Linked DNA regions of Sus scrofa: all the other regions are linked to region 5. Evidence: chromatin contacts called from public HiChIP or PLAC-seq and promoter capture Hi-C data. All regions are on one chromosome and are shown on one strand. Each heading gives the region's core, a stretch centred on a gene start, on an enhancer-like site or on the middle of the called end of the contact. The rest is flanking DNA. Distances are from core to core; before and after follow the strand shown.

Region 1 (3,579 bases), core at 211-2,710, 490 kb after region 5:
TCAACAGGCACGAACTAGGCGGACCGCGGGGACGCAGCGCCCGCAGTGCGACTGGCGCAGCTGCTGAGGCGCGGGGCGCGCTGCCCAGACCCTGACCCCACCGCCCGGGAGGGGCGGGAGGGGCGCCGCGCCGGGGGACCGCACCTCCCGCCCCGCTGAGCCTGCAGCCCCGGACGCGCTCACCCCGCCGCCGGGCAGTGGACTGCCCTGGATTCGAGAGCACGCGAGTGGGCACGGGACAAGAATGGGGACGCGAACTGGGCCGAGGTGCGGATCGGTCCCGGTTGGGGAAGGCAGGGCAGGGACCGTGGGATGCGGATCCGCTCTGGACACAGGGAAGGTCTCCAAACCTAGGAGAGAGGACATGGGGGTCTCCTCCAGAACCTGGGGGAAGTGGGAGAGGGTCGGTGCCGGAGTGCGGAGCGAGGTTGGGAGGAAAATTGTGGGGGGGGAGGGTGTTGGAAGGGGAACCTGGAAGTCATCCCTGGTGCAGGGCGGGAGATGGAAAGGTCTTTCCGGGACCCAGGTGAAGTCTGTTTGAAGGAGGGGGGTCTGTTCGGGCTGCAGGTCGGGGACCACGAGGCGCAAGCAGGGCACCACGCAGGACCGGACTGAGAAGGGAGAGGGGCCTTTCTGGCAGCCAGCAGGCGCGGGGAGGGAGTGCACCCCGGCCTGCAGGGAAGAGCAGAAACGGCGGTTTGGGACCGGGCGGCGGGGGGGGACCCGCCGAAGGAGGAGGGCGACGGTGTGGGCAAACCTTGAAGTGGAGGAAGGGGTATCGGCAGCACCACGTAGAGGCCTATCCCGACGAGCAAAGGAGGTCTGCCTCGGCAGCGAGGGACGGGGCGTCTCACCTTGGGTTTGTACAGCCACTTTCGGAACCTGTTCATCATCGCCGCGCCGGCCCGGCCCGGCCCCGGCGGCCCTGACCTCCGCAGCGCTGCGCCCGGGCCCCGCTACGGCGCTGGGCGGACGCGGGGCAGGGCCGGGCCGGGGTCCCGCGCAGACCTGGGGTGCCGGGAGGGCGGCGGTCAGGGGCGCGTTGCAGGTGCGCTGCCAGGAGATGCTCCGAGGGCAGCGCGTGGCGCGGACCCGCAGACCACGAAGGGCAGGCGGGCGGACAGGCTGACGGACACGGCACCCGGGCGCCGGCTGCTCGCAGCTCACTGACACCCGGTGCCTCTGCCCGCCACCGCCGCCCGCGCCACACATGCGCCAACGCGCCGCGAGCCCCCTACCCGCCGCGAGCAGCCGAGGTTGCCCAATCGGCGCTCTGCGCCGCGCCGCGCCCCGCCCCGCCCGAGGCGCGCTCCCCCGCAGGCGACCCGGCGCGCCCTGCGAGGTGGGGAACTCCAAGTCCCGACCGGTATTGCGGGGAGGCGGAGCCCTGGATGCGGCGACCTCTGTCTCGCCGCAGGCGCTGTGCATTCTGGGGGTGGTAGTCTTCCCGCCGACGGCCCCGGAGCGTGAAGCGGTTGCTAGGTGACGATGCCTAAACTGCACCCCAGCACCTCCCCTGCGCAGGGAGTTGCCAAGATACCAGCGGAAAAGTGAAGAGGGGAACCCACTTCTATTGCCGCGTCTCCCGGCGCCTGCCGGTCCGGGCAGCTGCGGCGGGCGGCGGCGAGAAGCAAGATTCAGGAGCGCCCGCGGAATCCCCCCAAGCAGGTGCGGGGAAAGGGACCCGAAAGGGGGAGGGGGCGGGCAAAACGCACCTCCTCAGCACCGGCTCTCGCACCCGCAGCTTCCCTAGATCTTCAGGAAAGATCTCGTTTCTTTGCTTCCCATCTTCTTGCTTTCGCTCACCACCTTTTGAGTTTTCTTCCCACTCTTTGACTAAAGTTAACTGTGCTTTTTTTTTTTTTTTCAATCGTCACAGTAAACGGTGCTTTTAAAACAGATATTCTCCTACATTCACTACTTCCCCCAACGGTACCCTAATTTGGAGCAAATTCTGAGAACCTCTAATGTGCCTGGCAAAAAGCTAAGAACATGTGTGTGGTCTCACTTCAAACTCCCACTGGTGCCTAAAGAAACAGGCCGAGCGAGGCTGCCGAGGTCTGGCTGTCGGAAGGGGCCCCCGCCCCCCTCAGCACCACTTCGGGTGTTCTGTGCGTGCAGATTTAGGATGCTTGAGAGGCAGGCAGCTCTCCCTGGATAAAGAATGTATTCTCTGCTGCTCATGTCATCACTGGCCCAGGGTCCAGGTGCTCAGATGGTTCTGGACTCCCTGACCCCTCTTGCCGAGGTCCAGCCCCAGCAGCCAGGGAGTGCCGACGGAGAGGATGGGCTACAAACGGCGCGGAAAGAATTGGAGCCAACTCCTCAGCTGCATGCTGCAGATGACCCAATTTATTAAATGAAAAGCATCAGTTTTTATACCATTTCACAATCAGATTTCGTGTAAGATTTAACATTAACATTTGATTTAAAGCCCTTTTGTTCCCTCCACCCGAGATACAAAAAATAAGGTCAGTTAAAACATGTTCCTTTCAACTTCAGATTTTCCTACAAGATTACAAACTTAAAGTTTCACACTGTATTTTTCTTAAAAGGTCAACAACAGTAGCTATTCTATTCTATATTAAGAACAAAGCTTTAATAAGTAATAAACTATGATACCTAACATTCTTTAACTAAAGGTGTATGTGGTTAACAAAACGCATGAAAGCTTTGGGCTCATGGCATTCTTAAAACCACGATTTATTTGGCGCCAGCAAGCTAAGCATTTAACCTATTGTACTGATTTACGTAAGTTCCAAACCACCAATTTCAATAGAAAGGAGTATTATACCCAAAAATTAACAAATGCCCCCACAAGGGATGAAAGCTACAAGTGACACTGTTAAAAATATATCTATTATAGAAAATAGCAATTTATAGGCCAAACAACATTTTCCCAGCCCCAAACTTCTTTTTAAGTAAAGGGACTGAAATCATAAGTTTCCCCTGTATACTCTCACAAAATAGGTGCCATAAATTGTTACTCCAAAACAAAGGCTTTTTCCATTACATTGTTTAAACAACTTCATTCTGTTTTGGTTCAAGTGTTTTACGTACCCAGGGCAAATCTTTAGCAGTAAGAAAGCTGTGACTAGAGATAGAAAAGGAAAGATAAACACAGAAAAATAGATTAACATATTTTTAGGGGATATCATTTTTATTTTCCTGGAACCGAAGTCTTTCAAGGGATTGCTCTGCAATCCTTCTTCTTTCTTCAGCTTGTCTGTAGCTCTGCTAACCAGACAAGCCCCACGCATCCGCAATCCTTCTTCTTTCTTCAGCTTGTCTGTAGCTCTGCTAACCAGACAAGCCTCATGCAGGTGCCGACTGTGTCTTTGCTTTCTTTACTGGAGCAGCCCTATGGCTCCCGACACCCTCTATTCCGTTAAAGTCAATGTGAGTCTGGACACAGGCAGCCGCCGTCTGAGATGTCCCTGCGTGCTGGTAGTCCTCCGAGTTGGTACCTCCAGCTACCACCCAGTCACTGCTCCCCGAAAGAGCAGCTCTCCTCCGAGGTGCCTCTTATCGCAAATTCCTTTCCAACTCTTCTCGCCTGAGCTCACACAGTTCAGATTT
Region 2 (3,946 bases), core at 714-3,213, 360 kb before region 5:
CCGCTCTCGCGCCAGCACTGGTCACCTGTCTCACTCTGATGTGCTCTCCATGGTGACTGCTGATGCCAGCTGTCCCAGGCGGGGGCCCGTCCCTGTGAATTTCTAGGAGCCCGTGTGCAAGTCCTCGGCCGGCCGGCTCAGCCCTCTCCCTGTTGACTGTGGACCTGCAGGGTCAGTACGGCACTTCTACAACCGCTGCACCTGGAGGGAGCGCTGTCCGTGGCCAGAAACAGCCACATGGCCTCTTGAACCCAGCTTGAAGGGCGCCCCGAGAATGTGAGGGGCCTCGGCGGGGGAAGACCCTATGGGGGGTGGCCTGGCGTTGTGTCACATGTGGGAAGGGCAGGGCGGGCCTCACCTGCTCTTCCAGCAGCAGAGCCTTAGCTGCGCACGTGTCATCGAGGTCGGGAGGCGGGGGTGCCACCCTTCGCCCCCCCCGCCCCCGCCGTCACGTTGTGCGCTTCCTCCAGCGCGACGTTTGAGCTGAGACCACCTACGGCGGCTGTCATCAGCGCGCTCCCCTCATCCCTCCTCCAAGCAGAAGCTGCTTTGGTTTCTCAACAGCCGCCCTTCTGAATTCGCCTGTGGCTTCTGTTTCGGGTCATTCCCAAGCCTGCTCGAGGTCGCAGCGGGGTCTGTGTGTGTCCAGGTTCTTTCTGGGGCTCCTGGCCGGGGGGGGGGGGGCACACCCGTCATTGTGGCTGAGGCGGGGCACCCGCCCGGCCCCTCCTCACGGCCCCAGTGCTCCGTGGCTGTGCTCCAGGAGGAGGGCAGGGGAGGGGAGGAAGGAGGTGAGGGGGCAGCTAGGGAGAGAGGGTCACAGAGTGGGGACGTGAAGGTCTCTAGGGTCCGTGTTGCTGGCCGCGAGCTGCGGGCACAACTGGGTGGACAGACTGCACTGTTCCTGCCCCCTGCCCCCCGACGGGGCCTGGGAACAGCGAGGTGAGGGGGCCCAGGGCCGTGGGTACGGCTGGACGGGCCCCTCGCCCAGCTCCCCTGGAGGAGTCCCGGGGCTGCGGGGATTCCATTGCAAAGAAAGCCAGTGGCCACGCGTGGCTCCGGCAGGCCTGGCCCCGTCGCTCCAGGGCCGTCCGAGCTCCCACGCGGCGTCCAGCCTGCCCCGTCTTCTCCCGTCCGCCCAGGGAGCCTGGGGCGGCTTTTCCCCCATGGGCTCCAGGCCAGTCTCCGCGGGACCAAGGAGCAGCCTTTTCCTTGGCAACGTCCAGGCGCCCATTTGCCAGAACACTCACCACTTGCCCTGGAAAGCTGGCCCCTGGCCCTGCGCTTGGGCTGCTACCCTGGGCCTTCCCAGCTGGTTACCAGGCCCCCCGGGGACAGTGCGGCCCTGGGGGCCGTGACCACATGCTGCTCAGACAGGGACACAGAGCTGGAGCCCGGCTGAAGGGGGGTCCTCTATCCCCAGCCTCGCTGCCCCCAGGGCTGGCCTGGCCCCCACCACGGGCACCTCCTCTGCCTGCCCCTGCCTCCCCCAGACCCCGCCCCGCCTCTTCCCAGGGTCTGGGTGGAAGGGTGCAGGACCAGCCCTCCATCTGGCCGCAACCCCGTGCAGCACTGCACACATTCTGCGGGATGCGCCGAGGTCAGCAGCGGGAGGAGGAGGGGCTGGGAAGGGCTACCTCCTGGAGCAGGCCGGGGAGAGTGGCCAGGACAGGTGGGCAGGGCTGCGTGTGAGGGGAGGACCCCCTGGGACAGAACCCCCTGGGACGGCCAGAGAGATACATGGCAGGAGTGGGACATTAGCAGAGGACAGGGCCTTTTGCCCTCAAGGACAGGAAGGAGGGGGTTCTGTCCCATCCCCACGGCCAGGATGCAGGGGCTCTGGGCTCCGGAGACCACACCAGCGCCAACCGGCGGCTGACCCGAGGTCGCTTTCCCCCAAGGGAAACCCTGGCCTTTCTGAGTGGCAGGAGGAGTCTGCCCTGCCTGGGGAGGCCTCGGGGGGGGGGGGGCGGGGGGCGGGCGGTGCTTTCTTCCTGACCCCTGAGGCGCAACCCAGCCTCTCTGCCTGGTCCCTGCCCTGGCCTCCCCTGCCCCGCCCCGCCCCGGCAAACGTCCTGCGCTCCTGGCCCCAGGCAGGGAGAGTCTCATCTGAACCTAGGCCCAGGATCTGGCTGGGGTGGGCTCCTAGAGGCAGTGTGCGTGGGAGACGGAAACCTGGGCGAAGGGACACAGTGTCTGAGCAGCCAAAACGCCCCTGGCCCTCCTGAGACCAACCGCCAGGTGCAAAGTCAGTAAGTGTGTAAACAAATAAACGGCGAATGAGGACACTGGATGTACAACACAGGCTGTAGGTAAAGTCTAATTTCCTTAATATACAAAGAGCTCCTACAAACCAATGAGAAAAAGGCCGGCCATACTGTGCCAAAGAGAAAATAGATGAAGACAAGGCCCAGGCCAGCAAGACACGGACCGTGGGCAGTTTCACTGGTACTGGGCAACAAGCACAAGCAGGGGGGCCATTTCTCCCTGTGGCCTCAACCACAGGACCCGTGATGTTTGGGAACCTGCTGACTGTGCGGCTGTGGGGAAGTGGTGCCCTCCTAGCGGCTGGGAGTGTCGACTGGCCCGTTGGGGACCATGTCCCCAGATGACACAGGCGCGTATCTTGGACTAACTCTTCCGCCCTGCGGATCTGTTCGCTGGGGACACGGACCCACAGGACAAGCGCAGGCGGAGGGGCTGGGTAAGCCAAGGGTGACTCATCTGCAGGTGGAGTCACGCAGCCATTACCAAGGTCACTGGCAAGGCCGATGCGCAGGGCTGCGCCCTGGGGAGGGCTGGGAGGGACCCAGAATGCGACGGCCCCAGGCTCTCAGGCTGGGCAGTGCGCCCTCACCTCTGCCTCTCTTGGCCTCTCGGAGGCCGTCCCCAGCCATCTTTTATCCTGTGAGGGAGCCCTCGAGCTGCTGTTGGAGGTGGCCTGGGGGCAGCAGGAGACTCTGGGACAGGGATGTACTGGCGCTTGGGCCTCGGTGCTTCAGGTCTGAGCAGAGGGTCGGGGACACTGCCTGGGGTGGCACGTCCCCACCAGGGCTGCTGGGCTCCGTGCCGTGACCCAGGCTGGCCTGGACACCATGGGCCAGGGGAGAGGCCCGTGGGGCAGCCAGGGGGGTGCTACGGGGACAGGGGGGCGGGTGCTGGTCCCGGGGAGCGGGAGGCGGGTCCCTGGTGGGGGGGGAGCTCCCGGGAGCTGGGCGCCGGCCCAGAGGACCAGATGGTTTTCTTCACAGGGGCAGGAGTCCGGAAGAGCCTTGCAGCTGGCCTCATCTCCGTGCTTCTCCCTGATGTTGTTTTTTGCTGGAAAATCCAGCCTGCAAAGCCAGCTGGGCGCCGGCCCGGAGCAGCTGGGGCCAAGCGGCCGGTGCTCTGGCAGATGCAGGCTTGATGCCTCTTCCTGCCTCCTCCGGGCCCAAAGCTGGTGGGGGCAGCAGCGAAGGGGCCTGGCCAGTGGATACCCGAGGCCGCAAGGAGAGCGCCCGCCTCCCTGCTCAGGCCACCCCAGGAGAAAAGTCCCCAAACTCCCGCAGAGCCCAGCACATCCGCAGATCCTGGCGACGGGCGTCCACTGCCGTCCCCATGGCCCTGAGCCCCTGACCAAGGACCACGGCAGCGGCAGACTTGATGCGGGTGGGAGCAGCAGGGGGTGTGCCGTCCTCCCGACCCAGCCCCTCCTGGGATGGAGCCCACGGGGCCACGTGGGGCCACGCAATTTCTCCTTCGTGGTCTATGCCTCGGCAGTCCTGCGGGTTAACCAGCCCTTGCGCCCCCACCGCCACCCCGAGGCGCGCCCTCCACAAAGGGGCCAGTCCTTTCCCCTCGGCTCCGGCCGCCCCGCTCCGTTGCGCGGTTGCAGGCAGGCGCGCACGCACACCCAGCCAGCTGTCCTCGGTGTCTCTTCCCTGGGGTGCCCGCCTCTGTCCCTGGG
Region 3 (3,841 bases), core at 872-3,371, 390 kb after region 5:
CCCTGCTGTGCCCACCCCTTTCCCCCTCCTTCTGGGGACACAGAAGCCTTGGAGGTGCGGAGCTGGCCGGCAAGCCAGAGCTCTGGGTCCTCTGGGCCCTGCCCTGCCCTGGCCCCTGGGCTGGCTGAGGCCTCGCTGGGCCAGGACAGCCACGTGGGGCCTCCTGTGAGCCTCGGGATATGCCCGAAGCATGGGGAGCTGGGCTCTATCCAGAGAAGCAGGGGGAGGTGCCCCCTGGTCTGGGAGACCCTCCCAGGGCCCTGGGGTCTCCATCCCAGCAGAATGTACGAGGCCAGGATCCCACCCAGAGGTGAGAGGGTGGCCAGGCAAGTAGTTCAATCTGTCAATGCCTCAGTTTCCTCGGTCCTAAAATAGAGATAAAAATACCACCTCCTTCGTGGGGTTGGATGAATATTAATTAGCATTTGCATGAGAATCTCAGCTATGATGGTAGCTATGGGCCCTGGGTACCCTATGCCACAGGAGGAAAAGGTCACAGGCCCAAGTTTTCCATGGGTGGCAGGGTGCTTGGCACAGTGAGAACCAACAGCAGGGGCCTGGCTCGCTCACGGACACCTAAGGCAGTGGTGTCCCCCACCAAACGGTCCCCAACAGGCGACCAGGGGCTGGGACTTAGAGGCACGTCCAGCCAGAGCAGATGGAGCCTCAATCAATTGCTTGCCAGGCCGAGGGTGCCAGGACGTCACAGGAGATGGGTCCCTGAGCCAGCCTTTCTGTTTCCCAAGAATGAGCACGCCACAGGAATGAGCCGCGCCCTCTGCCAAGGGGCCCCAAAGCCCCCTGGAAAGGCAGCTCCCAGCCTGGTGACATGGTCCAGGGCCAAAGTGGGCCCCTGGGCAGTGCCAGGTGTGCCGTGGTCCCCACAGCGGCCAGGAGAGTGTAATCCCACAGAAACCCTACCGGAAGGTCCTCACTGCCACCCAGGGATATGCACCCCCACGTTCAGGCGCCTACAGCCAGGGTACAAGGCCAGAGCAAGAAGAGGGGTCTCTGGCACTGGGAGAGGCTGCTGCACGTGGCCCCACAAGCTCTTCCGGCCCCCTTAAAAAGGGCCTTCTGACCCAAAGAAGGGGACACCCTCCCCCCGCACGGGTCGCTGGAGTTTCACTTGTGTCAGGAGTTTGGGAAGGAGCGGTGGGCACCGTGCGAGGGCTGAAGGCCCAGGGCAGGGCTTCCACACTTCTTTGTGCAGGTCCCTGGGGTGGGAGGACTCAGTCCAGTGGCGGGGCTCGGTCCTTGGAGACAGTGCAGCCCACCCGCCCGCGGGGGCAGAGGTCGCGGCCAGCAGCCCCACGCTGCCCTGCACCAAACCTCAGTTTCCCTAAACCCACCGGGGATCCGCCAGCGCCCCTGACAACTTTTTTTCCTGCCAGGAAAAGTACAGAACAACTTGGGGGCGGGGAGCGACTGCGGGAGGAGACCCCGGGCGGCGGGCGCTGTACGCGTGGCACTGTTTACGCGAGAGTCCGAGGAGGCGCGGCCCGCGGGAAGATGGCGACGGCGCGGGCGGGGCCGGCCGGGAGGGGCTGTCGCGGCCCGGGCATGCCTCCTCCTCCAGGCTGGCCGCCGGGGCGTGCAGCGGCGGCGGCCGGGCTACAGGCTGGGGTCGGGCCGGGGGAGGGCGCTCCCGGGGCGTAAGCCCCGGGCCTGGGGGCGCCGCGCGGGGGGTAGTACCTGTTGTTCGGGGCCTTGCGCACCAGGCCAGCCGCCTTTGTTTTCTTCCTGGCAAAGTCGCCATCGAAGGGCAGCACCGAGGCGTACCCGTGCTCGGCCTCTGCAGACAGACGGCGCGGTCAGCTGGCCCCCGCCCGGGTCCCGGCCCCGCCGCCGCCCGCCCGCCCGCGGCCCGGCGCACAAAGGGGCGCAGGCGCTACCTCGGTCCCTGCGCTCCAGGTACTCGGCCGCCTCCAGCAGGATCAGCAGGGAATTCAGCTCCATCCTCCCGCCCACCCCGCGTGCGCGCTCCGGGACGGCGGCGGCCGCTGCCCGGCCCGCTCCGGCCGGCTCCGCTCGCCGCCTGCCCCGCGCGCCCTGCGGCTCCACTTCCCCGACTCTCGCGGACTCCTAGCGCGCTCGGCCGCCACCCTCCGCTTCGGGCCCTCAAATTGACACATAAGGGCGAGCGGCGGCCGGCACAACCAATGGGAGTCGGCGATCAGGCTCCGGGGGCGGGCACCGGACTGGGTCGGGGCCAATAGGAGCCGGCCGAACGCCTCGGGCCGGGCCGAGAATGTTGACAGATGCGAAGCTCGGTTCCGATAGGCCCGCCGCGGTAGTAACAATTTAGAAGCCCAAGCTTAGCAACAGCACGTGGTGGCCCGGCCCCCGCGCTCGCTGACTGGCGGCAGGCGTGCATGTTAAGTAGGCGCCGCGCGCCGATTGGCCCAGAGCGGTCTATGTAAAATAGGCACGGCGGACCAATGGCCGGCCTCGGGGCGCGCAGCCAATGAGGGCGCTGCGGCCGGACGCGTTGCCGAGAGGAAGCAGAGGGCTGTGGGATCGCCTGCCGCCCGGCCACGAGCCAGGGCCCGTTAGGGCGCAGGGAGCATCCCAAATACCCCGCCGGTGCGCCGGATCTGCACACACCGTGCACAGGAACCTGTCGCCCCGGGCCTGCTGCCATAACTGGCTTCGCGGAAGCTCGGGGCCTCGCGGTCTCCTCGGAGGTCTCTCGTGGGGCTGCAAAACGACAGCCCTCCTCGTCGGACACAGCGCGATCCCAGGAAAGGCTAGGGTTTGGAAGAGGGGCCTAGACGGAGGATCTCAGTAGGAAACTGAGGCCCGGAGCTGCAGGGGTCCCTCAGAGCTGCCCAGTGGACCCTAGGGCTGAAGGAAGGATGTGAGAAGAGAAGGGTGCCAAGATCTGCCGCCGCAGGGCTCCCATGAGTGGAGGGCTGCGTGCTCCTGTCTGGCCCAAAGGGTGGGGACATTCCAAGAGGCGAGCGCTTGTCCCCTCTGGCCATGGAAGCGCTTTCTAGGGAAGAGAATTGCCCTTCGTGGGAGGGGCGAGAGCTCCCGGCTGGCGGGCTGGCAGGTGGCCCTAGTGACGCCTGACCCTAAGCTGGCCCCATTGGAGCAGGGACTGGCAGGTTAGGGGCAGCCCCAGACTGGCCACAGGCCTCCTTAATTTTCCCTCTCACTGGTCGTTGAGACTGATGGCCTGGGAGCTCCTGTACAGGGGGCCAGCTAGCTGGAGATTCTGGGGTGCAAGGTGGCTGGACACCCCCTCCAACACAGACACTCTGCTGCTGCCAGCACAACAGGACAAAACTAAAAACCTCACAGTTTCAGCCTGAGGGCCTGTTGAAAGCTTTATATGCATTTCCTTGTTTCGAGAAGGACTGACAGAGCTGGGAATCCTGAGGTTAGGGACTCCCCAGGGTCTCCCAGCCACCCCTGCCCTCCCCAGCACCCTCCCCCCCCCCACTGCCTCCCCCATGGATTAGTGCTCCCATATGCTTGGCCAGGGCTAGTGACTCGGCATGGAGACCAAACCACCTCCTGGTCCAGCACAACTTGCAGGGGTGGGAGCCACCACTGTGGTGACCTGAGAAATGGGGTTAGGAACGTGTGCCCCCAGAGGGTGGCAGGACCCGGTGAGGGACTTGGAAACTGCCATTAGACAGCCCTGCATGGACATTAAAATCACAGCATTAACCCCTGCCCCTTCTGCTCCTGCCCCACAGCCACCCAGGGCCAGGGCAGCGTCCCTCTCAAGAGCTGGGTGCTGTGGCCTCCAGGTCTACCTGTGAGCGAGGTCAAGGAGGACACCAAGCTCGGGGACAGCCGGGTGCATTCTGGGCTCTGGGGTAGTGGAGGC
Region 4 (3,617 bases), core at 213-2,712, 480 kb before region 5:
CCTCGCCAGCCCCGCCTGCCTGGGCTCACCTTGGGTTCAGTGCCCTGCTCCGCGCCCTCCCTCGCCTTGGCGGGATCGCTGAGCACCAGCTTCCTCACCCGGCTCCAGCCTTGGGCGTCCACCCTACGTGGACAAACCTGAGACCCAGCTTCCATCGGCTTATCCCTCCCGGCCTCCGCCAAAGTGAAACCTAGTCGGAGAGGCTGTGCTGAACCCCCGGTCCCAGCTCCCCTCCAGTCCATCACCGTCCCTCCCACTTGTAAACCCGTCCGCCCCAGCTCCCTCTCGATGCCTCTGCAGACAGCATCTAGGTTTTCCTTCTGCTCCACCCAGGCCACCTCCTGGTCTTCTTGTCATGAACCCCCTGAGCCAAGGCCTTCTGATGGGGGACCCTTCTTCCAGGTCCCCGGGGGGCCATCTTCCAGCTCCCTGCTCTTGCTGCAACTGACCACAAAGGGATCCTTTCAAAACATCATGGCAAAGACAAAACCATGGCGACAGTAAAAAAAATCAGGGGTTTGGTGGGGTGGGGGGAGCATGAATATCCTTTTTAGCCAGAGCATGTGGGAGTTCCTGAGCCAGGGCTTGAACCTGCGCTACTGCAGTAACCAGAGCCACAGCAGTGACAACATGGGATCCTTAACCTGCTGAGCCACAAGGGAACTCTGAGCATAGGGTTTTTAGGTCCAAGAAAACACTGTATGATCTTGGTGGTAGATCATGTGTCTTTCCAAACCCCAAAATGTATAGCACCAGGTGAACCTTAATGTAAACTGTGGATTTGGGGTGACTAAGATGTCGGCGTAGGTTTATCAGTTGTAAGAAGCATCCCGCTCTGGGCTGTTGATCACGGGGGAGACTGTGCTTGTGGAGAGGAGGCCGGTGGCGGGGGCGGGGAGCTTCTGTACCTCCTCAGTTTTGCTGTGAACCCAAAACCACTCTAAAAAAAAAAAAAAAATTGAATCTTGGAGTTCTCACTGTGGCGCAGTGGGTTAAGAACCTGACTTTAGCATCTCGGGCTGCTGTGGATATGCGGGTTCAATCCCTGGCCCGGCACAGTGGGTTAAAGGATCTCGTGTGGGAGTTCCTGTTATGGCTCAGCGGAAACGAATCTGACTAGTATCCATGAGGACGCAAGTTCGATCCCTGGCCTCGCTCAGTGGGTTAAGGATCCAGCATTGCTGTGAGCTGTGGTGTAGGCCAGCGGCTGTAGCTCCAATTTGACCCCTAGCTTGGGAACTTCCACATGCCACCAATGCAGCCCTAAAAAGACAAAAAAAAATTAAATAAATAAAATAAAGGATTTCGTGTTGCCGTAGCTATGCAGAGGTCCCAGCTGCAGCTTAGATTCAATCTCTAGCTGAGGAAATTATGGCAAAGTAATAACATAATAATTGTAACAATAATGTCTTAAAAACACACAAACAGGAGTTCCCGCCGTGGCGCAGTGGTTAACGAATCTGACTAGGAACCATGAGGTTGCGGGTTCGATCCCTGGCCTTGCTCAGTGGGTTAACGATCTGGTGTTGCCGTGAGCTGTGGTGTGGGTCGCAGACGCGGCTCAGATCCCGAGTTGCTGTGGCTCTGGCGTAGGCCGGTGGCTACAGCTACAATTCGACCCCTAGCCTGGGAACCTGCATATGCCGCGGGAGCGGCCCTAGAAAAGGCTAAAAGACAAAAAACAAAACCCACACACAAACAAAAAAGCTGTGGTACTTCCTGCTCTGTGTGGATCTCTGAAAGGACTCCCCGTTTCGCCCCAAGTCAGGCTCCCTTCTCACGTGGCCCCAAGGCACCAGGTGACCTCCCTTCCCTCGACTCGCGCCCTCTTCCGCCCCAGGCCCGTGGCTCCTGTCCGCGGCCTGGTTGTCACACGTTCATTTCTATGTGAGGAGTGCGTGCAGGGGGGAGGCTGTCCTTGCCCCGCTCCTGCTCCCATGGTGTCTCTCAGAGTGCAGCAGGGGGACCAGGTACTGCCGAACCAAATGTGGGGCCCTGGCCTCCGGGAGGTGCAGAGAAACAGAATGTGGGCCCACAGAGTCCCACCAGGTTCTCCTCCAGCCTTGCGCTTCTCCGTCAGCTGTCTTTAGGACGCCTTGTTCTCCCCGTCTCCATCCTCTTGTCCCACTCCCAGGCCCCAGGTTGTTCTGAGCCCCCAAAGACTTGAGGGTGGGATTCCAGTGCAGGCACATGAGTTCATACTAGGCTGTGAGTGACTAATAGGCTTACATAGTTGATGTGTGCCAAGGAGAGGGGCCTATTTAGCCTGGAGCCTAGTCCCGAATGGCACCTTGCAAGCTCCCTAGCTGCTTGAATGTGGCCACAGCTCCAGGCCCAGGCCCACGTCCCCCAACCTTGACACTGAGTGTCCTTCTACAGGAGGTCAGCTGGACAGGGACTGAGCTACAATTTCACCCACTTGGATCGATACCTGGACCTTCTCAGGGAGAACCAGCTCCTCCCAGGTGAACCACTGACCCCACCGTCTCCCACTGGCCTGGCCTTTCCGGGTCCTCCTGGTTGCCCAGTCAGGTCCTGCCTCGGTGCTGGCCTGGGGGAGCCAGGCAGGTGAGCAGTGGGACAGCCACCTTCGTGTGCTGCAGGCTTTGAGCTGATGGGCAGCCCCTCTGGACACTTCACGGACTTTGAGGACAAGCAGCAGGTGTTCGAGTGGAGGAACCTGGTCTCGCTCCTGGCTAGGAGATACGTTGGTGGGTGGGGCCCATGCCCTTTGGGGATGGGGGCGCTTCTGGGCAGGCTTTCCTTCTGCACCACCCAGGCCATCTCCCGGTCTTCTTGTCATGAGCCCCCTGAGCCAAGGCCTTCTGATGGGGGCGGGGGGGGAGCTCCCAGTGACACCGCCATCGCATCCAAACCGCCCACCGCGGGTGCCCTCCCCGGGGTTCGGGATGCACTCGTGTCCCTGCCCCAGGGGAGGGCCCCTCTTGCCACAGCAGGGACTCTCTGCAGGTAGGTACGGACTCAAGCACGTTTCCAAGTGGAATTTTGAGACGTGGAACGAGCCGGACCACCACGACTTTGACAACGTGTCCATGACCTTGCAAGGTGGGCAGGCTTCCCGGGGTCCTGCGGGAGCTGAGAGAGGGGGGCAGTGGCCCTCTGACCTGGGGGGTGAGGACTCTGTGTCCCTCCCACCCAGGCTTCTTGAACTACTACGACGCCTGCTCCGAGGGTCTGCGAGCTGCCAGCCCAGCTCTGCGCCTGGGTGGTCCTGGCGACTCCTTCCATGACCCACCACGCTCCCCATTGTGCTGGGGCCTCCTGGCGCACTGTCACAACGGAACCAATTTCTTCACCGGGGAGGTGGGCGTGCGGCTAGACTTCATCGCCCTCCATAAGAAGGTATGGCCCAGGATTCCCGCCTTCTGGCCGCCCCAGCCCCTAACCCAACACCAGCACAGGTTCCCCTGCCTGCGGCAGACCTGCAGTCCCCACCTGCTGCCTGCAGTCCTGCCGCCCCTTAGCGGTGGTCTCAGGCCTGTGTGGGTTGGGCCGCGGTGCAGGGCGCGGGCAGCTCCATCTACATCCTGGAGCAGGAGGTGGCGGTGATGCAGCAGATACAGCGGCTCTTCCCCAAGTTCACGGACACCCCCATT
Region 5 (3,720 bases), core at 616-3,115:
GCCCAGGCTGTATCTCCCTGATGCCAGCTGGAAACCCCTCCCATGTCCACCATGGCAGCTCCAGACAGGGCTGGCCACCGCCACCCGCCCTCCCCCACTTACGTGTGAGCCCAAGTTCTCCAGAGATTCCGCGCTTAGGACCCCACTCTCCAACCAGTCAGCCTCCCAGAGGCCAGTTAGCACCTGGCTCACCTGCCCAGCACAGCCCCTGGCAACACCTGAGCTTCCTGGCCGCACACACGCCTCTCCCCGCCCCGCACCTGAGACGCTCTCAACTGCAGTCGCCCTCCCTGCCTGCCCTTCCTGCACCCCTCTTCCAAGGACTGGGGCCGGCCACCTCTGTTGGCATCATGCCCCTTTCCTGGGAGCTGCCCCTAGGTGACAGCTCCCCACCTGCCCCAGTGACCAGAGCATCCTCTCCCCCAGGGTTCTGCTGCCCGCAAGAGGCAGCTGCGACCAGCACCCTCCTCCTCGCACGGGGCGCTTAGCCCACGGCCTCGGCTCTGCGGCCCGCGCGCGCTCCCCCGTCTCTTCCCCCCTGGGGTCCGGGAGATGGGCCTCCAGCGCCCCCCCCCCGCCCCCAGCTCCGCCGCGCGCCCCGCGAGCTCACCGAGCGGCAGCAGCGAGTGGCACAGCAGCGTGGCGGCCGTGCGGCGCAGGTGGTAGGGCACGAAGGCGGCGTCCTCGCTGCCCAGCCAGCCCGACAGCAGGTTCTGCACCGTGAGCCCGGCCGAGTGGAACTCGGTGGGGGTGAACACGAAGCATACGGCGAACACCAGGTAGGCCAGCGTGAAGGTGACCTCGGGGCTGTCCATCGCGCCGCCGTAGCCGCCGGGAAGCCGTCCGGGCGAGGCCCCCCGCCCCGGGGCGCAAAACAGGCCTCAGCGTCCGCGTCCGGTAGGCGCCGGGGCCGCGCGGGGCGCCCTGGGACGTGTAGTCCCCACCCTCAGGCCGCTCGCGGGGCGCTCTGGGAAATGAAGTTCCAGGACCCCGCTCGCGGCCAGACGTCCTGAGCCGCCGCGGCAGTCCTCGCGAGGGTTTGGAGCCTCCCCACGACCCGCCCTGAGGGCGGCGCTGAACTTGGCTCCATTCCACAGCTGGGAATACAGACTCGGGCGAGCAGCTCTCAGGCCCTGGGCCTTTCCGCGCAGCCCAGGCGCGTCTGCGCAGAGCCCGAGATTCCTGGGCGACGGCGGGCCCCGCACTCACCGCCCGCTCTCGAGCCGCGTTTCACCTTCGTCTGCTGGACGAGCCTGGGCTACCGAGAATTCCAGGGGCCGCCCTGCCTAGCGTGCCGCCTCGCCCGGAAGCGGAAGCCGCCTCTTGGGCGCAGCCTCCCATTGGCCTTCGACGCCCTGTGTCCCGCCCCGGCCACGCGCTGATTGGCCGTACGCGCCAACCGTCGATATTTGAATCGGCGGCGGGCAGCCGGGCTCCCGGACACGGCGCCTCCCGCTCCTTCGGTTCCGCGCAGCGGCCGGCAGGTAAGACGGCGACCGGGTCCGGGCTCGGGGCTCCGTTCCTGCCTCTTCTGGCCTGTCCTCGGGCCTTAGCCTGTCGCAGTGGCGGCCTGGACACGGATCTCTGACTCCTCCCGCGGCGCCGCGGTGCCCACAGTCGGCTCTCCTCGCCCCCCCCACCTCGGGGCGCCCCCTTCCCCGGGGTCCCATCTCGCCCGCACTCATCCAGCCGGCCCGGCCGCAGCTGGCAGCGGAGCCGGTGGGCTCTCGGCCCTGCCTCCCGAGGACGCCTAGTGGCCCCTATATCGCCCTCCACGAGGACCCTCCGGCCGGTCGCACCGGTCTTCCCTCTCCCCGGTGACCTCGCCCAGCCCCCGGCCCCCTGTGGCGGTGACCCGCACTGGCACTCCGCCCCTGACCAGCCTCCGCCTTGCTGCCCGGCCCCTCCTCCCGGCGCAGCCCCACCTGTGAGTCATCACCGACCCCGCGGCACCTGCAGCAGAAACCTGGGCTCCAGCGCTGATTCTCAAGAGCCTGCCGGCAGGCCCTCGACGCCAGTCCTCCTCCGCGCTGGCCTCGCCCCTTCTGCTCAGGAGCCGCCTCCCTGGCCCCCCGTCATTAGTAGGAGCCAAACCCGTAGAGGCTGCCATTGTCGCACCCCCACCTTCCCCAGGTGAAGGGATCCCACAGAAAGGGTGCTCTAAGTCTCCCTCCTGTGGCCCAGGGCCCTCCGGCCCCTCCCCGTTTCACCCCGTCCCCCAGGCCAAACCCAGTAGTCCCCCTTGACTTAGGCTTCCCTTTCCCACCTCCCCACGCCGCGTGTGGGCCTGCTGGCCAAGCCAGGGCTGACCGCTCCCCCCTGGCCACAGACAAGAGCCTCTGGCTCCCTGCTTCCCTCCTCCCGCTCCCTGCTCCACACGCAGCACCCAACCCCACACCCTCCAGGCGGCTCATCCCCCTGACCTCACCTCGTTCCAGGGCACCCGTGTTCCTTAGGCCCCAGCCGTTTTGCTCTTGCAGCTGAGGTCCCCGGGGCCCCCACCCCCAGCAGGTACCTGTGCTGCCCAGTTTTCTGGTGACTCCTAAGTTGGGAATGCCGGGTAGGTGACCATGATGAATTTGGGAAGGAGGAGTAGGACTATTCTAGAACCTCGTGGACCCGACCGGAGGCCCCTGGTGTGTTTCTAGTCTCCAGACCCTGGTGTAGAAGCACCTCAACTCCCCACAGGTGATCCTGCACGTGCCGCTTGTTACCATCCCTGCTCCTCCTCTGAGCCTTGGCCCTCCTGGCGCCCCCGTCGGTGGGCAGAGAGCCAGCTGCCCTGCCCTTCTGCTTTTCTGCCCTCCTCCATCTCGGCTGCCTGCTCCAGCCCCAGTGCCAAGGCCTCTGCCAGTTTTGTCACAGATCAGCCCTTATCTGTCTCCCAACTTTTACCCACAAAGTTCCAGTTATTTCGAGGACCTGTTCTTCCTTCTTGCCCTGTGGGCTGAGAGCCCTCCTAGCTCTTTCTCCCGGGAGGGGCAGCTCCCCCCAGAACGGGATAAGGACACGCTCTGGCAGAGGACATGCTGCCTGCGGTGTCTCACACACACACACACACGCCCGTGCAGGAAGGGGACGTCCACCCTGCGGCACCGTGGGGTCAGCTCGCTTGTCTTCACATATGTGCGTCTAGACAACAGGGTGTCCCCGCCCTCCTCTTGACTCACAACTCTCTGCTTTCCCAGAATGAGTCTGCACGTCTTCAGTGATGAAAATGTCACTGGTGACAGAAGTACAGAAAATTGCGACTTCCTGTTTTCACCACTGGAACTTACCGGAAGATCATCTGTCCTCCGGCTGTCCCAGAAAGAAAATGTGCCGCCCAAGAGCACAGCCAAAGCCACGAAGGTGAGCCCCGCAGATCTCCTGGGGGTCACACGTGCAGTCCCGGGGCCTGCTTTCCCGGGGCCTTAGCCAGCTGGCCGGGCGGGGCCCGGTGGCTTCTAGTGTGGTGGGGGAAGGTGTGAGTTATTGGACGAGTGCCTTCCTGTCTCCCCGACAGGTGACTTTTCAGACACCTCTGCGGGATCCACAGACTCACCGGATCTTAAGTCCCAGCATGGGCAGCAAGCTGGACGCTTCTTCAGCTCTAGGGGACACCGTTGGACTAGAAAGCTCTCATCAAGGCCGGGCCCGGAAAGAGAGGTAAGTGTTGGCGCTGTTTGGCAACCCGCAATCGGTAACCTCTCCGGCGGACTCCGCAGGAAAACGTCCGAG
Region 6 (3,525 bases), core at 629-3,128, 460 kb before region 5:
GCCTCGCTCAGTGGGTTAAAGATCCTGCATTACCATGAGCTGTGGTGTAGGTCGCCGATGCAGCTCAGACCCTGCATTTCTGGGGCTGTGGTGTACCCGGCAGCTGTAGCTCCGATTAGGCCCCTAGCCTGGGAACCTCCATGTGCCACGGGTAGGGCCCTAAAAAGCAAAAAAATAAAATAAAATAAAACGATGAGCCTCACTTCCAGCCAATTGACAGTGAAGGGGAAGCTGGGGAGGGGGCGGAGCCTGGCCCACCCATTCAGCCCAGAGAGGATGGGGGTGCGGGGAGTCGGAGACACCCTGAGGAATGGAAGTAGGTGCGGAGTGGTAGCCATTGTGTGCGTGCATTGCTGAGAAAGAAAGGAAAGGGCGGAGTTCCAGACCCCTAGCCTGGAAACCTCCACATGCCTCAGACAAAAACAAACAAACAAACAAACAAAATAAAGGAAAGGGCAGTGTGGAGAAAGATCCACAGGAGTGCTGGACTCTGCAGTGCAGTGGCTCCAACCCTAGACATGCCAAGTGCTGGCTGGGAAATCCTGGGTAAATGCCTGCCTCCTCTGTGCCTGCGTTTCATCTGCACAAGCAACAGCAAGACACCTACCTGGCTGTGAGGATAAAAGGTGGCAGTGTATGCGGCCTTCTCTTTTTTTTTTTTTTTTTTTTTTGGTCTTTTGAGGGCCGCACCTGCATCATATAGGGGTCTCATCGGAGCTCTAGCCGCGGGCCTACACCACAGCCACAGCAACGCCAGCTCCGAATCACGTCTGCGACCTACACCATAGGTCACGGTGATGCTGGACCCTTTAATCCCACTGAGCAAGGCCAGGGATCGAACCGGAGTCCTCACGGATGCTAGTCGGGTTCATTAACCGCTGAGCTAGGACGGGAACTCCGGGTCTTCTCTATCTTTAACGGGTATTAATGTCTTTGGGTTGCCATGGCCGTCTGGTGGGATGAGCGGAGGGAACGTACCTGCTCGTGGTCAAGGGGATCAGGTAAGCCAGGGCGTCGGGGCAGGACCTCTGTGCCTCACACCACCCGAGACTGGCCTTCCCTGGAGTCACTTGGGGCCGGAGCAGAGGCATCTTAGATCTCCCCTCTGCTCCCACACGACAACCCGGGGCTCAGACCTCAGGGCCCTGACCGCACAGCCGGAGCTCGATCAGAGCCAGCTTCGGAAGTGCGGGGGGGTTTCGTGGCCTGAGCTTGGGGGCTCTGACGCGGGCGCGAACAGGTGCAGGTGTGAGGCAGGTGTTGCGGGATCTGGAGGTGCGCGAGGCGGGGCTGGGCCAGGGCAGGGCGGTTGACAATGAGGGGGCGGGGCGTATTGGGCGGGGACGGGTGGGAACCTAGTGGAGGCGGGGCCCGGGTCCGGCCTGGGGCGTGACGGGCTGCGCAGGGGCGTGGCTGGGCCGGAGCCGGGCGGGGCGGGGCGGGGGCGGAGCCGCACCCCGGGGAGCCGCCCCGCCCGCTGGCCGCCTGCACCGAGAGGGTTAAGGCCTGGAGCCAGGCGGGCGGGGCGGGCGCGCGCAGGGATTGGAGGAAAGTTTGGGCTCGGGGAGGGGCTAGGGGCGGGAAGAGGGGCGGGGCGGGGCGCCCACGGCGTGTCGATTGGCGGGAAGTTGTGTCGGGGCGGGGCGCGCGGCGGGCTCGGCGCTCGCTCCGGGAGAGTTGACAAAGCCCCGCAGGGAAGGACGCCTCGCGGCGCGGCGCCCCGGGCCCCTCGCCCCGCCGCCCCGGGACCCCGGCCCCGGCCCCAGGACCCACCCCGCCGTCCGCCCCGCCCCCGACCCCCGCCCCGGCCCTGGCCCCCGCCCCGGCCCGGGCCCGAGCCGCCTGCGCCCAGGTAGCGCCGCCCCGTCCCGAGGCCGGGCCCGGGGGCGCGGGGCGGCGGGGTGCGGCGCCCGGGGCGGCGATGTCCGCGCAGCGCGCCCCGCGGGCCCGGCCCTGAGCCTCGCCGCCCGCGAGCCCTGCCGAGGTGAGCCCCTCTGAGCGCGCCCGCGATCCCTGGGGCAGAGTGGGAGGAACGATTCGAGAGAGCCAGGGGCTGGGGCCGGGGGCGGGGGCGGGGGCCGAGAGCGTCCCGGTCCCAGCTCTGCGGTCGAGGGTGGGGGGGTTTGCTGCCTGCACCGGCACGCGCCGCCGTCGCTCCAGTCGGGCCCGAAGTCCTGCCTGCGCCCCGCCCCGCCCTGCACCCCACGTGGGCCCCCCCAGCGCAAATTTGTCCGCTAATGGCGCAGGCGATTATCTTCGGGGCCGCCGGTGTTGTGTGTCCCGAGGGCAGGGCCCAAGTTACAAGCGCCAGGAATCCAGACGGTGTTTGGGGGGGGGCGGGGGAGGTCGGTAATTAGTGTAAACCCTTTGTCTGCCTTTGATACCCACGGTTCCCCCGCCGCCGCTTCCTTCGCCCGGAGCGCGGCAGGGAAGGCGGGGCGGCCGGCACCCCGATCCGCGCGGCCCAGGGCTGGGGTGCTGGCAGCTCCTGGGCCCTAGTCTGGGGGAGGTGGCGATCCCCACTCCTGCGCCACTGACCGACCTTTGAATACCTCCCAGGTCCGCGCTGGCCGAGATGACGCCGAGCCCGGTGTTGGTGCTGCTGCTGCTGCCGCCGCTGCTGCTGCTGGGGGCCCTCCCGCCGGCCGCCGCCGCCCGAGGTGAGTGCTGGCGCCCAGCCCGGCGCCCCGGCCTCCGCCAGCGCCGCCCCTTTCCCTCCGGCCCTGAACCCTGCCCCAGTGCCCGCCTGGCGCGCGTGCCTGCGCCCCGCCCCTGTTGGCTCCTTCTGACCGACCCCTCACCCACGGGGCGCCCTAGCTCACCCACGCGGCCCCCCACCACCCCCGTCTACCCGCAGGTCACCCCTTACTTTCGAGGCACCCCAGTTCACCCATGGGGCACCCCTCACCCGCAGGGCTCTCTAGTTCACTGATGCGGCCCCCCACTCACCCATGGGGCACTGCAGCTTACCTCTGAGCCCGCCTCTCCTATTGTGGCGCCCTGGCTCACCTGTGGGGCACCGCAGCTCACCTGTGGGCCCCCCTCACCTATAGAGTATCCTCATGTCACCCATGAGGTACCCCCAGCTCACCCACGGGTTCCCTCTGACTCTCAGCTTGTCTGTGGGGCCCCTTTCTTGCTGGCAGGGTGGGCTCTGGCCCCAGTTCCCCTCAGGACACACGCATACACACACACACACCCCTGCAGCTGAGGGCAGCTGCTTATGGTGGATTCTTGGGGGATGGGCTGCTGGGCCACTGTCGACCCAATTAGGCCCCTGGGAACCTGTGGAGACCCCCATAGTGGTAAGGGTTGGGTGTGGGACAGTGGGGACATTCTTGGCATCTGGGACTCATAAACCAGCCCTGGGCCCTAGGCCTACCTGTCTCCAGGAAGGGACAGGGTGGGACTCTGGGGCCGAGTTCGCAGCACATGGCGTAGGGCTGGAGGCCTGTCTTAAGGCAGACCCTGAGACCACCTACTTGAAGCTGCGTTGTTTCTTTTTGCGTGTGCCACACCAGGACC
Region 7 (4,117 bases), core at 114-2,613, 370 kb after region 5:
ATAAATATCACAAGGTATTTGGGAACCATCTATCCCACAGATAGTTGTAGCAGAAAAACCTGATAAAGAGAAACAATGAGAATATTACTTAGAACACTACAACAGTAAGGAAAACTTAATTAACCATAATTTTTTTCCAAAGATAACATGGTTTAAAATACATTAAACTTCCCATTTGGGCTCAGCAGGTTAAGAACCCAACTAGTAGCCATGAAGATACGGGTTCGTCCCCTGGCCTCACTCAACGGGTTAAGGATCCAGCATTGTGAGCTGTGGTGTAGGTCGCAGACATGGCTTGGACCTGGTGTGGCTGTGGCCTAGGCCGGCAGCTGCAGCTGTGATTCCACCCTTAGCCTGGGAACGTCCTTCTACATGCCGCTGGAGTGGCCCTAAAAAACAAACAAAAAAACCCCCGCTATATTTTATAGTGTAAGGGTTCAGTTTTTAATTTAAAATAAACGAATCTAAACATGTCCAAGCCATCATGCAGCAAAGGAGCCTCTTTTCTCTGTCCTTCTTGAGAAAATGTAAATAAACATAGGATTTTTGAGAGTCAGCTAAATATTTACCTCAATGACTCAATCAGCATCCACCTTCGAGACAGAACCCAAGTCCAGACACAATCGACCTGGTGCAGAGAAAATCAGGTTTAAGAACCACTCCGGCTTGAGACGCACCAAAGGACCGAGCAGTCATCAAGTAACGGTATTCCAGGCATGTTACTTTCAACAAGGGGAAAGTCCCGGAGTCGGACTGAGTGACGGGACACGAGGTACATGAGGTACAGACGAGGGTCGCACTGACTCCTCTGCGGCCCTCTGTGACCCTGTGTGGTTCAGCGACGACCTGCACGCGTGCCGAGAAAACAACCGTCCTCAAACCTCAGAGTCGGCCTCGAAGACAAACTGCACGAACCCCAGCGGGTGACGGGCCGGCTGGGGCGTCCCAGCAGCGCCTCGGGGCCAGGCCGGACCCCAGGCCGCGCCCCCCGCCCCGGCGTCCCCCGCCCGCTAGAGCCCCCCCCCGGGAGCCCCGCCGGGCCCCCGGCCCCCCTGCCGGCGCCCCCAGCCAGCCCCGGAGCCCCCAGTCTCCCGCCGCGCCCTCCGCCCCTCACTCCGCCCCGGACGCGGCCGCTCGCCCTGAGGACCGCGACTACACCGCGCGGGCACACACTCGCGCGCCTGAAAAACGTCCCCAGGGGCTCCCAGAAGAGGCAGACCACTGACCGGCGCTGCTCCCACAGCCCCCCGCCCGCTCGCGAGCACCGCGAGGCCCGGGCCGCTCGCCTCAGGAGGCTCTGCTCGCTTCAACTGCCAGTCTCCCCGCGCCTCGCACTGCCTCACGGGAGCGCGGCTCCCGCCCGCGCGCGCGCGCGCCGGAAGGGGAGGCTGGGCCGCCGGAGGCGGTCTGCGCAGGCGCAGTGGCGGAAGAGGCGGGGCCTGGGGGGGCGGGCCCCGTCCTGACGCCTGCCAGCAGGAAGCGAGCTGATTGGCTTCCCGCCGCAGGGGCGGGACCAGGACGCGCGTCGGGTTGAGGAGGGGTCTGGGGGTAGCCTCGCGGAGCGGTCGGGTCTCGCGGGGCTGTGCGCCTGCATGCAGCCCGCCCTGGGTCCTCGCTCTCTGTGGAGGGCTCTCAGGGTCCCCCTCGCTGGGTCGGGAGCGCGCACGCCCTGCCCCCCGCCCGCCGCGTGACCGGGCAGCCCAGGCTGGGTGGCCGTTGCTTCCGGTCCTCCCAGGCCCCTGGGCCGCCCTCCCCTCCGGAGTAGGCGTGGACAAGCTCGCGGAGCAGACCCACTCGCTTCAGTCTTGAAAGATGAATGCTACTTTGCAAGAGTACTCCGTTCCCGAACTCTCACCTGACAATCTCATTTTCAAAATCTGACTTTTAAAAGTTGAAATTATAGCTCATATAAACAGAGCCGTTCTGTTTACGATGGATCACTTTTTCCAAGCAGAAGATGCTGCAGTCGGTGAAAGTAGCAGTGCTTCTTAAATAAGATTGCCAAGTTTGAGGTAAATCTGGTTGACGGCCCGCCCTACAGGCCAATGAAATCAGACGTTTGAGGTTATCATTTGTGTTGGACAGAATTCATTTGCATCTGTACCAGGCCAAAATCATTTTGACTTCCCAGTCTTCTACAAATTAACATCTAAATGTGCAAGGTTGGGGCCCTAGCCCTCTCTGCAGTCCGTGTGCCCACACGCCCAGCATCAAATGACCCTAAGGTAGCTAATTAGATAACGGCAGGGTCTGGTGTGGTCTGGTGTGATGTTGGAAGGGCAGAAGTCTCTCTGGATGACTTTTCTTAGTGTTTTGTTTTGGTTTTTTAGGGCTTTAGGGCCGCACCTGCGGCATATGGAAGTTCCTAGGCTAGAGGTTGAATGGGAGCTGCGGCTGCCAGCCTACATCACAGCCACAGCAATGCCTGATCTGCTTCAGCTCACCGCAAGGTGGGATCCTTAACTGACTAAGCGAGGCCAGGGTTTGAACACCATCCTCATGGATACTAGTCAGGTTCTTAACCCACTGAGCCACAAGGGAACGCCTTACTATTTTTAAGGAAAGGATAAAGTTATGGGGCAGATGTCATGCATTAATCTTGAACGTACTTCCTATTCTTCATCTTCCTATTCTTCATTTGTTTAACTTTTCTAAGCCTCTTCAACAAGACACTAAAGCCTAAAATGATTGGAAAAACAAACATCACAAAAGGAAAAATTCAGAGAGCAGTGCCTGGGCTGACCCCAGGGGCCTGGACGCGGGAGGAGATGGTCCTATTGGCAAGGCAAGCTGGGCGGGTAGGTTGCAGCCCCTGGGCGGGGAAGACTCCCTTGCCCAGCCTGGGCACCACTGATGGGGGCGGGGGAGGGGGATGTGCCGCCAGCAGAGGAGCTGAGCCGGCTTATGGAGAGGAAGTGGATGCTGTGTAGGCAGCGCCTTCAAGAAATTCTGCTGAGGAGGCAAAGATTGAGGGAGAGAGAGCGAGAGAGCAGCAGGACAACAGGAGATGAGGGGGTGGGAAGGCAGAGCTGTGGGGAGGGCTTTTTTGTTTTAAGATGGGAGGAACTTGAGGATATTTATAGACTGTGAGGAGCAACTCGGAAGAGACGGAGTAAAGATGCCAGAAAGAACAGGGCTGCTGTATAGACAGACCCCCAGGAAACCGATGGTGAGAGCGCAGCACCAGGCCGAGTTGGGAGCCCCCCTTTCCGAGCGACTCCTTTCTGGACCTGCAGCAAATTCCCCTTATGGTTTTGAATTGCTGACCGTAGTTAGCAATTGCTTGAAAAATGTTTGTGGGGCCAAAAAAAGCCATAAAAATCTAAAGTAAAAATCACACCCGTATTAGCCCCAGGGTACAAATGACAAATGATAACTATGTGGACTCAGGAAGTTTTCCTCAAAAACTTGACGTATTGAGGCATTTCTGTACTTGAGGTTGCATTTCGAATTTAAGAAAGCTGGTATGTTACATTTACTTTTTTTTTTTTCTTTTTAGGGCCAGATTTGCAGCATATGGAAGTTCCCAAGCGGAGGGTCGAATCAGAGCTACAGCTGCGGGTCTACACCACAGCCGCAGCAGCTCGGGATCCTTAACCCACTGATCCAGGCCAGGGATCAAACCCACATCCTCATGGATACTAGTCGGGTTCATTACCACTGAGCCACAGTAGGAACTCCTACATTTATTTCTAAGCTTTCCTTCCTCCCATCAGAATCATTTGGGGCTTTAGCGGGGAACTTAGGGAGTCAAAAGGTAAGGGGGACCCAGGAACGAATCTTCCCCGAGAAAGCCCATGAGACTCGGCTGGACTAAATAAACCGAAACACAGACTGTGAGCATCAAGCGTTTTTGTCGTCTGCTTCCCTCCTGTGGACATCTCTTTTCTCCTATTAACACTCAAAAGTAATTGAGGTTTTGGACAGTTTCTTTTCAGATATGATAAGCTGCAGGCTGAGGCTGAACATTCGCTTTCAGGGGGACTGTTCAGTGGTGGTGATGGGGTCCACTCTTCCAGAGGGGGAGTGACACTCTCAGAGTCGGAAGATCCTGCAGTAACAAAAGTGGCAAACCTGGAGAGAGACTGAGGCAGGAGCATCAAATGCACTGGGGACA

The links. Promoter capture Hi-C pulls out the DNA fragments that hold promoters and counts their contacts. HiChIP or PLAC-seq counts read pairs in DNA pulled down with a chosen protein or histone mark.
Region 1: a contact with region 5 is called in a promoter capture Hi-C map of fetal liver, with 2.7 times the contacts expected there. The contact joins the promoter of CFAP99 here to the promoter of TMEM129 in region 5. A contact is called at or near these places in 1 of 5 promoter capture datasets (fetal liver) and 1 of 2 datasets of contacts at active chromatin or transcription factors (alveolar macrophages).
Region 2: an H3K27ac HiChIP or PLAC-seq map of alveolar macrophages shows a contact between it and region 5. The contact joins the promoter of LOC110262036 here to the promoter of TMEM129 in region 5.
Region 3: an H3K27ac HiChIP or PLAC-seq map of alveolar macrophages shows a contact between it and region 5. The contact joins the promoter of MXD4 here to the promoter of TMEM129 in region 5. A contact is called at or near these places in 1 of 47 Hi-C or Micro-C datasets (liver) and 1 of 2 datasets of contacts at active chromatin or transcription factors (alveolar macrophages).
Region 4: a contact with region 5 is called in an H3K27ac HiChIP or PLAC-seq map of alveolar macrophages. The contact joins the promoter of SLC26A1 here to the promoter of TMEM129 in region 5. A contact is called at or near these places in 1 of 5 promoter capture datasets (fetal skeletal muscle) and 1 of 2 datasets of contacts at active chromatin or transcription factors (alveolar macrophages).
Region 6: a contact with region 5 is called in an H3K27ac HiChIP or PLAC-seq map of alveolar macrophages. The contact joins the promoter of FGFRL1 here to the promoter of TMEM129 in region 5. A contact is called at or near these places in 1 of 5 promoter capture datasets (liver) and 1 of 2 datasets of contacts at active chromatin or transcription factors (alveolar macrophages).
Region 7: a contact with region 5 is called in an H3K27ac HiChIP or PLAC-seq map of alveolar macrophages. The contact joins the promoter of HAUS3 here to the promoter of TMEM129 in region 5. A contact is called at or near these places in 1 of 5 promoter capture datasets (fetal skeletal muscle), 1 of 47 Hi-C or Micro-C datasets (embryonic fibroblasts) and 1 of 2 datasets of contacts at active chromatin or transcription factors (alveolar macrophages).

Annotation. Positions count from the first base shown.
Region 1 is chr8:1,311,629-1,315,207 of Sscrofa11.1, forward strand. It overlaps CFAP99 (cilia- and flagella-associated protein 99), which reads left to right and starts at 1,461. Exons shown (of 16, transcript XM_021100933.1): 1 at 1,461-1,668. It overlaps ZFYVE28 (lateral signaling target protein 2 homolog), which reads right to left and starts at 1,309. Exons shown (of 12, transcript XM_021100929.1): 1 at 855-1,309. The coding sequence starts at 893.
Region 2 is chr8:468,651-472,596 of Sscrofa11.1, forward strand. LOC110262036 reads left to right here and starts at 1,964. Exons shown (of 3, transcript XM_021100876.1): 1 at 1,964-3,002; 2 at 3,252-3,946. The coding sequence starts at 2,772. The region is part of intron 1 of LOC110262037 (a long non-coding RNA gene); the gene reads right to left.
Region 3 is chr8:1,214,686-1,218,526 of Sscrofa11.1, forward strand. It overlaps MXD4 (max dimerization protein 4), which reads right to left and starts at 2,122. Exons shown (of 6, transcript XM_003482330.3): 1 at 1,896-2,122; 2 at 1,696-1,795. The coding sequence starts at 1,959.
Region 4 is chr8:344,493-348,109 of Sscrofa11.1, forward strand. SLC26A1 (sulfate anion transporter 1) reads right to left here and starts at 1,463. Exons shown (of 3, transcript XM_021100851.1): 1 at 1-1,463. It overlaps IDUA (alpha-L-iduronidase), which reads left to right. Exons shown (of 14, transcript XM_021100852.1): 3 at 2,380-2,465; 4 at 2,604-2,711; 5 at 2,971-3,066; 6 at 3,161-3,363; 7 at 3,525-3,617.
Region 5 is chr8:824,368-828,087 of Sscrofa11.1, forward strand. It overlaps TMEM129 (E3 ubiquitin-protein ligase TM129), which reads right to left and starts at 1,866. Exons shown (of 4, transcript XM_003128802.4): 1 at 611-1,866. The coding sequence starts at 815. It overlaps TACC3 (transforming acidic coiled-coil-containing protein 3), which reads left to right and starts at 1,066. Exons shown (of 16, transcript XM_003128804.5): 1 at 1,066-1,484; 2 at 3,189-3,351; 3 at 3,506-3,648. The coding sequence starts at 3,190.
Region 6 is chr8:363,489-367,013 of Sscrofa11.1, forward strand. FGFRL1 (fibroblast growth factor receptor-like 1) reads left to right here and starts at 1,879. Exons shown (of 7, transcript XM_021100856.1): 1 at 1,879-1,984; 2 at 2,560-2,664. The coding sequence starts at 2,576. LOC110262031 (a long non-coding RNA gene) reads right to left here and starts at 2,669. Exons shown (of 3, transcript XR_002346510.1): 1 at 2,543-2,669.
Region 7 is chr8:1,197,154-1,201,270 of Sscrofa11.1, forward strand. It overlaps HAUS3 (HAUS augmin-like complex subunit 3), which reads right to left and starts at 1,364. Exons shown (of 6, transcript XM_021100924.1): 1 at 1,227-1,364; 2 at 570-628. POLN (DNA polymerase nu) reads right to left here and starts at 1,385. Exons shown (of 26, transcript XM_021100921.1): 1 at 1,287-1,385; 2 at 570-628.